Linked DNA regions of Mus musculus: region 1 is linked to region 2. The links are chromatin contacts, called in public Hi-C maps. All regions are on one chromosome and are shown on one strand. The core of a region is the stretch at or near the end of the contact, and the rest is flanking DNA. Distances in the headings are between cores, read along the strand shown.

What was found. Hi-C and Micro-C count contacts between places; a contact is called where the count stands out from the background.
Region 1: a Hi-C map of cortical neurons shows a contact between it and region 2, with 1.7 times the contacts expected there. The contact joins the promoter of Ccdc174 here to the enhancer-like site in region 2. A contact is called at or near these places in 1 of 39 promoter capture datasets (macrophages), 4 of 484 Hi-C or Micro-C datasets (cortical neurons, embryonic stem cells and forebrain), 4 of 115 datasets of contacts at active chromatin or transcription factors (the SCID.adh cell line and embryonic stem cells) and 2 of 9 other capture datasets (adipose tissue and pancreatic islet).

Annotation. Positions count from the first base shown.
Region 1 is chr6:91,875,320-91,880,766 of GRCm38.p6, reverse strand. Ccdc174 (coiled-coil domain containing 174) reads right to left here and starts at 2,714. Exons shown (of 11, transcript NM_172730.2): 1 at 2,581-2,714; 2 at 406-510. The coding sequence starts at 2,622.
Region 2 is chr6:91,836,926-91,842,492 of GRCm38.p6, reverse strand. It overlaps a transcript of Grip2 not described here. Among named protein-coding and RNA genes, the nearest start is that of Grip2, 32 kb to the right of the region's middle. Within about 2 kb of position 2,937, at least 83 of the 459 cell types and tissues checked have an H3K27ac peak or open chromatin away from gene starts, as enhancers often do. A contact at or near this core is called in cortical neurons and forebrain, where this site is marked.

The DNA.
Region 1 (5,447 bases), core at 1,465-3,964, 38 kb before region 2:
AACTTAGCATTCTTTATGACGGCTTATTGCTCTTGCAGAGGAACTTCAGTTCCTAGCACCCAAACTGCTTGTCCTACTACCACAAATAACTCCATTTTCAGGGGATCTAAGACCCTTTTCTGGTCTCTGAAGGCACCCATGCACAGGTGACACACACATGCACACATGACATATGTATTCACACAAGTGCACATACACACAACATACATTAGTAAAATAAAAATTTTTAAAGAGTACTAAATAATCTTACTAATTTTAATATTTAACAAAATTTATGCAAATATTCAATCAGGAATTTTTTTTCCTTTAACATTTACTTATTTACAGATAACAACTAACATTTTTCAAAAACTTAAAATATAATACAATTCTCCCAATGTTTGGAATTGGTAGAGATATTTTTACCTTATTAATTGTCTTTGGTTTTCCAAAAACTCCAGAATCTTTTAGAAGTTTTTCTTGTTTGAATTCTTCTTGTTTTCGAAAGAGCTCCGCCTTAAGATCTACCAACTAGAATAAAATAAGAAAGAGAACAATATTTAACTCAATTCTGGCAGGTGACTGGATTGCTAAGCAACAGTAATTCTCCAAGGGAGATTTGAGCTTCCTGAACATGAACAAGAAACACAATGTTTGGGCTGGAGAGATGGCTCAGAGGTTAAGAGCACTGAATGCTCTTCCAGAGGTCCTGAGTCCAATTCCTGGCAACTACATGATGGTTCACAACCATCTACAATGGGCTCCAATGTGTGTCTAAAGACAGGGACAGTGTACTCACATATGTAAAATAAATAAGCAAATGGGAGAGGGGAGCTCGGGTGAAGAGAATGGGGCAGCGAGAACTCCGAGGCTGAAGTTAAAGGTCAGCAGTTAAAGAGCACAAGACTCAGGGTAGGTTCCTAGCACCCACATGGTGGCATACGACCATCCACATATTAAGTCCAGTTCCACACCAGGCATACATGTATTGCATATACAAAGGGAAAACAATTATACACAAAATTTAAAATCTTTAAAAAATGTTTTTAATGATTCCTTTTTGGTTTTTAGTGTGCATTTGTTGTTGTTGTTGTTGTTGTTGTGTGTGTGTGTGTGAGAGAGAGAGAGAGAGAGAGAGAGAGAGAGATCTCCTGGAACTGAACCTACAGTTTAGAGCCACCATGTGGGTGCTGGAAATAAACCATGGTCGTCTGAAAGAGCTGCCAGTGCTCTTAACCTATCTCTCCAGCCCCAAAAACCTTTTTTTGTTTGTTTGTTTGTTTGTTTGTTTTTAAATAACTGAGTTCAGTAATTTCTATTTGAAAGAAATCCACTTAAAGGTACTATTGGCAGGGATGTTAACAATGTAAAGGAGTTTCATTCCAGGACCCAATATTTAAAATTCTGAAGAAGAAGGAGGAGGAGGAGGAGGAGGAGGAGGAGGAAGAGGAGGATTTTAACTTTGTAAATGTATCAATTACCTAGCTATATATCTTTCTATTCTACAACTACATCTGAATCACAAAATGACCAATCAATTCCGGGACTTCGTTTGTGTTATAATTATTAAAAACATTATCCTCCAGACAAGTTAACTTTGGTTTGGTTTTTAAAGACAGGGTCTCACTGTGTAGCTCTGGCTATACTGGAACTATGTAGCTCAGGCTGGCCTCTGACTTACAGTGGCCTCTGTCCACTTGTCTCTGACACTTATGTGCTAAAGTTAAGCGCATGCGCATATACTTCCTGATTAATTCAGTTTGCAAGCACTGAATCCAAGCAAACATGATTACTAAGACCAATTTTTCTATATTAAAAAACAAATTCCAACAAAAAATTTGATACATTAGATGTTTTGAACAATCAGAAAAGGCACCATTTTGCAGTCAATCAAACTGAGCCTGGCTTCTCACACAACAAATCTGTGTGTACATTGAGGAAAACGGGATTCACCTTTGGGTGTCAACTTCATTATCCATTAAGAGTGACAATTAATACCACCTACACTCAAAAGCACTTCTGAGGACTCGATGGCAGCACACATATGAAGCACGGACACAAAATGTGTACAGTGTTTACAAGTTTTCTGCTGAGAGTGGTTAAGTTAGCAAAACTCCTTACATCCTGTCAGACCTTACTGGCCCGGGTACCCCATCCCACAAGGCACTAGCTAACTTGTCTGGATCCTGCTGGGGGGGACCCTGGGAGCCCTGGGAAGACAAATCATATCCCAGTGCTCGAGAAGGGCTTTGGACTAGTGGAGAACCCAGGAAGGGCTCGTCCTCCAAGTCCCTGCGGACAGAGAGCCGGCTGTGGCGGCGGCTGACCCGCAGGATGCGCCCTGAGATCCCTGGGAGGATGGCGTCCGAGACCCGCCTGGGTTCGAGGGGAACGGAGCCCAGGCGCCTGGCGGAGCCGAGTTCAGGATCCTGTGAGTAAGGAAGCTGAGGAGGGTCTCTGCGGGGAAAGGGTCGGTCAGGATCCTTGTCAGATGGGCAGTCCAGGCCCCTGACTTGCGTGGGACAACAACTAGGTCACCATTCTCGACTGAGACAGGCGGAGGGAACGCGGAGCACGGAGCTAAGCCACACTTGTACTCACCGAGGAGGCTGTAACGTCCAAAGGCTTTTTCTTTCGGTCCATCGTCCCGCCAAGGCGTCCAGTCCCAAGACGCAGCCTCCCTGTGGCCTCAGTCAGACCCTACGAGTCCGCCACCCCCACCCGGCAGCAGAACCGGAAGTGTCTTTGATAGGGACGCTGAGTTTGCGTCATTTTGCGACTTGGATTTACGACCTCGGCGCCATCTTGAAAGCGTCAGTATGAGGTCCCTAGTCGCTACGTCGTCATTTTGAGAAGGTCAGAGGGTTGGAATTGATCGCAATTGGCCATCTTGAAGAGAGCAGAAAGTGAGGTGAAAATGACTAGTATTGTCGCCGTCTAGAGAAGGAAGGAAGATAGCTTTCATTGCAACACACACTATATTGACTGGAGAGTCTTAGATGATGGAAAAGAATAGCAGCGTATGAAGAGAGCTAAGTAAACTCCTGTCTCCAACATGAAAACAAAAGGAATTTAATGAAACTGGTAGTGGTGGGAATTATTGTTTAAGAATGGGCTATGAGAAACACTCGTTTTATGTTGGTTTTTTTTTTTTGGTGTTTTGTGATTTGTTTTGTTGGTTTTGTTTGTTGTTTTGCTTTTTAGGCTTTTTTTTTTTTTTTTTTTGAGATGGGGTCTTACTGTACAGCCACCTGGCCTCAAACTCTCTATGTAGACTTGGCTAGCCTCAAATTTGCAACAGCCCTCCTGCCTCTGCCCCCTAAATGCTAGGATTACATGTGTGAGCCACTATGCCCAACAGAATATTTGAATTTTAACTATTCATTCATACATTCATTTGGGGGTCACTGGGTACTCCTGGCTGCCTGGAACTTGCTTTGTAGACCATGCTAGCCTTGTACTCAAAGATACCTGCTTACCTCTTCCTCCCTTATGCTGGGATTGAAGCTGTGTGCCACCACAACCAGCCCCCAGAATACTCTAATTTTGAAATTACTATTTGAATTGCTAAAGAATTAAAAGAATTTTGACCTGGGATTTAGGACAAAATTTCCAACAATTTCTGAAATGGCCCTAAACATGAATTTGCTGTATCTTTGCAAAGCAGTGTTCTCCACATTGATGATGATAAAGTCAAAACAATCAACTCTGAAAAGCACTGAAGATGCTCTGTGACCTACAGTATCAAATGTTTAGCCAATATTTAATTCCTTTTGTTGAAACAAGCACATTCATGTCATTAGGATACAAATTGTTTTTCATCTTTAATAAATGGTGAATATATATATATATATATATATATATATATATACATATACATATGTGTGTGTGTGTGTGTGCGCCAAATTGTTTTAAAGTAATTTTTAAAGTATCCATATATACCTCAAGTCATGAAAATAATACTGGGTAAAAAGAAGTTGTAAGTGAAATAATTTTAAGATATCCTCCCCCCCCCCCGCCCCCTGCAGTTGGGAGGCAGATGCAGGCGAATTTCTGAGTTCAAGGCCAGCCTGATCTACAGCATAAGTTCCAGGACAGCCAGGGCTACACAGAGAAACCCTGTCTCAAAAAATCAGAAAAAAAAAGAAAGAAAGAAAGAAAGAAAGAAAGAAAGAAAGAAAGGAAGGAAGAAAGATATCCTTCCCTAGAAGACTGTATGGCATTATTACAGTCTTACTTTGTCTGTAGAATGCCTGTGGGGAATCTGTAGTTATCTCCTGATTGGCTATGTTAGCTTACACCATAGAAGTTCTCACAGAGTGGCACCCCACTAATGAGAAACCTCCCAAGACAAAGGCATTACTAGAAAAGGATAGGATATAGCTCAGTATTGTAGCACATACTTAGCATGTGCCTGAACCTGGGTTCCATCCTTGGCACTGGGGAGAAATAGAAATAAGCCATTGAGTCTCCTTTGTTTCCCCAGCTGTTACACAGAATGTGATATTGGCCAGAATACTGTCCTGGCAGACCCACACATTCTCATACATCCTGTTTCTAAAAGATCTTTTTCCTTTGATGCCTTCCCAGCAGCTGAGTCTGTCTGGAATTGCTTTTGTCTATCCAGTCCCAACAGTGCAGCTGCAACCCAGTACCCTTTTCCAGGGTGCTGTCTGCTAAACCACATCTTGAATTGTACTGGGTTGGCCTGATGCTGCTTGTATTCTAAGGCTAATATTGGGCCCTCAAGTCTGGTTGTCCCAGAGATGGGAGAGTCAGCATATAGAAATTAAGTGATCCTGTCCCCAAGTTATTTCTCATTGTCAAATAAAGATACCAACAGCCATTAGTTGGGCAGAAGAGACATGGGTGGGGTTTAGGTTTTCCAGACTTGAGGCTGGAGAAGAAGATGAAGGGAAGAAGGTGGAGGAGGAGGAAAGAGAAGCTGCTATGGTTTAGAAGTCAAGAGAGTGTGGCCCTGAGGGCTGGCCAATTGGAGTTAAGGGCAGCCCAGAAACATAGTAAACAATAACTCAGGGTTATGGATAGTGAAGTAGATTCTAATATCATAGAGGGTCATATCTGCCCAGCTCTTGTGTTGTTTAAGGCTTATTGTAAATATAAAGGTTTTTTTTTAATCCAGAAACTAAATGATCTAAGGTGGAATGGGTAGAAACCCCAAGTTGGGATTAAATAAATTTCTACAACATGAATCAGAGTCTCTCTCTGGCTGGCTGAGCACACAAGAGATTTGACACCATGAGATGAAAATGACCCTGAACGAAACATGGTCCAGCTGCATACATAGCAGAGGATGGCTTTATCTAGTATCAATGGGAGAGAAGGCCCTTGGTCCTGTGAAGGCTCGATACCCCAATGTAGGAAAGGGTTGGGGTGATGAGCGAGGAGTGGGGGGGCACCCTCATAGAAGCAGGGGGAGGTGAATGGGATGGGGGGTCGTGGAGGGG
Region 2 (5,567 bases), core at 1,688-4,187:
TGGGAGCTATAATGTCCTGGTCGGGAAAGTGCTGCTCTCTTGTTCAACCCCTCCCCTGCTCCATGGGCACACTGGGGCCTGTGACCTGGGTCATTTGACAAGTGTACATAGAGCACCGTGTGATGCACAGTACAGGGTGTGTGAGAAAGCAGGTGGTGACATGTATTCCCTACATAAGGAGTGCATATGAGGTCTGTGACACCAGTGAGGGATGGGGTCACTGACCCCTGGGAGCTTTGCCTGCCATGGCTGCCTTCTGTTGGACAGAGGCCATTTCCTTGGTGACAGGCAGCACTCAGCCTTTCCTGGAAAATCTTAGTTGGGGTTGATTCTTGACCTCAGCGCTACATCATGGGTGGCTGATGCAGCCATCTCGAGACAGGAAATTACTATTTTAAAGAGACAAGATCTCTGGCTTTCTCTGGACTGCAGGAAAATTGGTTCCCGTGGGTTTGTTCTGAGATGTGGGTCCCGCTGGACAAAAGGCTGGGTGGTGGGAGGTGAGCTAAGCAGACAGCAGAAGAGATACAGAGACAGGGCCCCTGGCGTCTATCAGAGAGGTGCTTACTCAGACAAAGGGATGTTTTGTACAAGACTGACTCCTCTGGGTGCCTTGCTGGGTAATGTAAGGCCTTTGGGACCAGACTCAAGTCTGTCTAATATCTCTGTCCTAGTTTGCTTATCTGTTGCTGCGATAATCGTCAAAACCAAGAGCAACTGGGGGGGGGGGGAAGGAAAGCATTTATTTTGCTTATAGGTCACAGTCCGTTATAGTGGGAAGCCGGGGCAGGAACTCGGGGCAGGAATATGGAGGCAGGAACTGATAGAGGCCATGAAGAAAATGCTGCTTCTTTCTGGGCTTGTTTCTTGGCTCATGCTTAGTTGACCTTTTAAGACAGAGTCCAGGCCTACATGCTCTGTGCTGTTCCTGCACAGTGGGCTGGGCCCTCCAACGTTAGCAGTCGATGAAATTCCTCACAGGTATGCCCATGGAGGCAATTTCTTCATGGAGGTTCCCTCTTCCAGGTGACTCCAGGCTAGTGTCAGGTTGACAGCTGAAGCTGTGGCAGCCTCTCTAAGTATCAGCCGTGGGACCCTGGCCATGCTAATCTCCCACCCCTTTCCTTTGTCAGTGTTAAGCACTGGACAGGGCCTCATGTATCCTAGGTAAGTTCACCACCCTGTTTTGCAACTTTAGATTGTCATTCACCCTGCAGGTGTCATGAAGAGTCCCTGCTGTCCTGTCCTAGTGTAATAGGACACAATAGGAGGTCTTCCTTCCTGAGTGTTACAGCTGACCTGACCTTAGATTTGGGGAAACAATCTAATACACTGATCAGTGGAGGGCTCGGGACCCAGTGTGGAGTTTGTGATGTGTCACAGCCTCTGTGACGGTCTTCATTGCTAGGACCCAGGTGACTCCACAGGGTAGTGTCTATGCTATGGCTATTTGGTCACTGTCTGGTCTTGCACTCTGAGGTTGACTTCAAGAGATAGGACTACTTGGCACAATTTTTAGGGCCTGGAGTAGTGGCCAGGTTCTTGGAAGAGGGAAACACATGGCCATTCCATTGTGGGGAGAGTTGTATGATAACTTGCTTCCAGATGCTCACTCTATGTGTGTTCGTGTTCATGTGTGTGTGTGTGTGTGTGTGTGTGTGTGTTTGAGAGAGAGAGAGAGAGGGAGAGAGAGAGAGAGAGAGAAGTTCTAGTGAACCTTCACCTTGACCTTCATGCTCCTATAGACAGTGACACATTCTCTTCTATTCATTGCAGCGAGTGCTTCATGAAAGATTTCCCCCATACACATACATGCACACAGCAGCCAATGACTGTGCATTAGAAACACCAAAAACTGGTCTTTAGTGGAAAGTTGCTTCAGTCTGCCAGGCATCCAAGGTACTCAGTGTGTGGAGGATGGTACTGAGGGACGAGAAGAGGCCCTGTGCAACTCCATGGAGATGGTCGGCTGTCTGCCAGCAGCATCTTCTGTGGGTTGGCCTGATTTGGGTTGCTCCTTTATTGGTCCTTCCTACTCTCTGACACCCTCTTGGGATGTTAGTCAGGGGATATCAGAAGATGCCCATCCTTCTCCACAGAGGTGGGAAACGAAGCAGCAGCAGCCAGTATGCCCAGGGCTCTGTTCTGTGTGGAGGGTCCCACTGTGAACAAAAGACCTGCAGGGACAGTTTACACTCAAGGGAAAGATAAAGAAGTATGCAAGTCAATGAGGAGGGACAGCTTCAGAGTGGGGGAAATGTACTGTAAAGTCCCAGGGAAAGAGATTTCTTCAGGCAAGGCGCAGGTGGTCAAGAAAGGTGACTTCAGTTGCTAGGCCCAGAGCAGAGGAGCAGTGATTTGAGCCAGGAGCAGCGGGTACAGAGAAAAGGATAGGTATGCAGGGGTCATACATGTGAACCCTGTGATTTGGCGGCAAGGAAGGAGACAAGCCGGAGATTAACAAGCTGTAAGACTGAATGAGCCAGATCTTGAGATGCAATATGTTCAGGCCCAGTGGCAGGGACTTTGGTGAGAACCTTAGAACCCAAGCTTGTGCTGTCTTTACAGATAAGCAGGATCCCGAGAAGTGTGAATAGCAGCTGGGCGAGACATCCCAAACAGAGGTTTGACAGAGTACAGGGCAGATGCGGGGAAAGCCCCGAGGCTTCTACAACAGGCCCTAGGAGGGTGCGGGAGCTGTCCAGGGTACTGACAGGCGCGTGCCAACTGTCTGGAATTACAGACTGTTAGGATGGCATGCAAGTGGTTGTGCACGCACACGCCTGTGTCCTGTGGTACCCAGCTAGCTGATGTGTCCCTGTGTCGGTTACCTAGGAGACAACGGGAAAGATGATAGGATGGAATGTGATTGGCTACTCACTTCTGCTGCTCATCTCTCTGTCAGACCTGCAGGCAGGGTTACAAATGGTCCTTGTGGGCATGCCAAATGCCGGAGAGAGCCTTGGATGCTCACAGCCCCAGGCCCTCTGCGTGAGTGTGACTGCCAGTGCGTGCCATGCACGCAGCTTGAACAAAGCGGCATCTGGAGCTGATGGACGTCCTGCTGTGAAACATCTGCTCAGGGCTTTAAATCAGGTAGTGGGGACCCGATAAATTTAAGAAGAACTAGCCAGACTCGGGAAGGGATCTTTTGTTTGGTTTTAATAACTGAATGTCAACACCCAAGCTGATTTTAAATGCCTCCTTGTGCCTCCAAAAATGCAAATAAGGCTTTGAACGGCGGAAGTTATTTCCCATGACGAGGCGGGTGATGTCAGTGAATGGCTGCCCCGCCCCCACTTGGCCTGCTGGGTGAAGTGAAGCTGTGATTGGGCTTTTCCTTCCCTCCCCATCTTTGGAACATTTCCTTTTCTTGTACAGCGTAAGTGAAGAGATTCTCCTTAGAAGGGTGTCCAGGGAACAAAGCTATGGGCCACCTTTCCATAGCAATTGGGGGTGGGAGTGGGTAATTATTTAAACAAGAAACAAAAGAAAACAAAACAGAAATTGGCTCTAAGGCTAGCCCTCTGCATCCTTTCTCCCCGTGCATGCTTCAGCATGGCAGGAGATACGACCAGAGGAAGGCATCAAAGTTCCCTCTGCTCCTGACTTCTCTGTCCTAAGCTGAAGTTTTCACATGCTCAGAACAACACTTCTCAGCCTCTTCCTTATTTTTAGCGAGAACAATAACAAAAAAAAAAAAAAAAAAAAAATCCTACCTCTAGAGCCAGCCTTCGATCCCAGAGCTTAAGAGGCAGAAACAGGCAGACGGATCTCTGTGATTTTGAGGCCAGACTAGTCTACATATTGACATGGCTCCAGACCAACCGTGGTTATATAGCACAATGAGACATCTGTCCTCTGCCTTGTCCCCAGCTCCTCACTTCCCATGTCATCCTCTCAGCCATTTGAACAGCAAATCTGGGGTCTTCCACTATATAAACATCACCCACAATGCCCCAGGACTCACTCAGAGGCAAGACAAGAGGAGTTAAGGGAGCCCAGGGTTTCTTTACTCTTTGTCACCTCCATTGGACCAGATTGACCTTCCACTGTTCTCTGGTCACTTCCTTGACCTATGCATAACAACACATAAGTGGGGAAGGCAGAGGAGCCTGCTTGCAGTGAGCACCTACTGTGAGCCAAGCCTGGGCACCCACATTCTTCCTGTGAGGATGCCCACAGGGAGTTCAGTGGAGTTTGGGGAGGAGAGATCACCTGGTCTGAGGCTGAGGGTTGCCAGGGCATCCCTGTTAAGTTGAAGACTCTCTCCCCGGCCGGTGTGTAGCACCTGCCAACCCAGGCTTGCTCCCACTTCTATTCCAGACTACCACATGGGTACCAGTACCAGCAATTGTTCCAAAGCTGTGTGACTATACTTGATGACTTTGCCTCTGAGCCTCACTTGTCTTCTCTGTAAAGTGGGAGCATGAACAGTATCCAGGCAGAGAAGTTGGGAGGAGCTAAAGAGATGAAGGTGGGAGAGAGATGGAGTCCTTGTGAGATAGTAGCAGAGAAATAAAGTCTGAGCCTAGTTAGGGAGAGCAGAGTAGAACCAATGTCCTCCTGTGCCCCAGGGCCAAGTTTGGGAGCCAGAGGCCAGTCAATGTATGCTTCTATATTGGAACAGGATAAAATCATGTCCTTCCATTTTTACAACTTATAATTAATTAAAAAAAATATGTGGGTGTACATGAGTGCAGGTGCCCACAGAGGGCACCTGGGATCACCCTGAAGCTGGAGTTACAGGCAATTAGTTGTAAGCCTCCTGATACAGGTTGTGGCAATCAAAGTCAGGACCTCTGCAAGAGCAGCCAGTGCTCTCTTATCTGCTGAGCCATCACATCTCCAGCACCATATAATTTTTTAAAAACATAATTAAAATAATCTCAGACAGAAACCCCTTTTATTTAAAAAAATGGATAAAATATTTGAAAGTTTTTAAAAAAATAATTAAACGCCTTGGGTTAGACAGCACCTATGGGTACTTGTTTAGGCATCTGGGCCTTCGTTTCCTCCTTGGGAAAAATGATAAGAGAACTCTCCCTGGGGAAGTGACATTTGGGCACAACGAAATAAAGCAAAAGAGGAAATACCGGCAATTAGGGAAAGCAAGTTTCTCACTTTTTAAAAGCTGGTAACACATGAGGAGATGCTGAGCATCACTGTCACAGGGGGATGGCAAGTAAACACTAGCCCACACTGCTGTACCTGTGCCAGAGTGTCACACTGAGATGACAACAGAGAATGCTGCTACCTGTCTGCTGGTGGGAAGGCAAGAATGGCCACTTGGAAGACAGTCTGTTCATTTCTTAGAGAAAAGCCCATACCCTGACCGGAATGTGGGCGGGAGGGGACCAAGCTGTCTGGTGACACTGGAGCTGGACAGCGTGAGGGAAGGGTCCTCTGCAGCAATGGCTCCCGAGTGTGCTGCGGTTCGTGCTCTGCGTGCTCTCCAGGTTAACTATTAGTTTTCGTGGCAGCCCTGTGAAGTAAGTACTTATTTTGGCAGCGCTGGGATGGAAGCCAGGGCTTTGCATAAGGCAGGCAAATGCACTACCACTAAA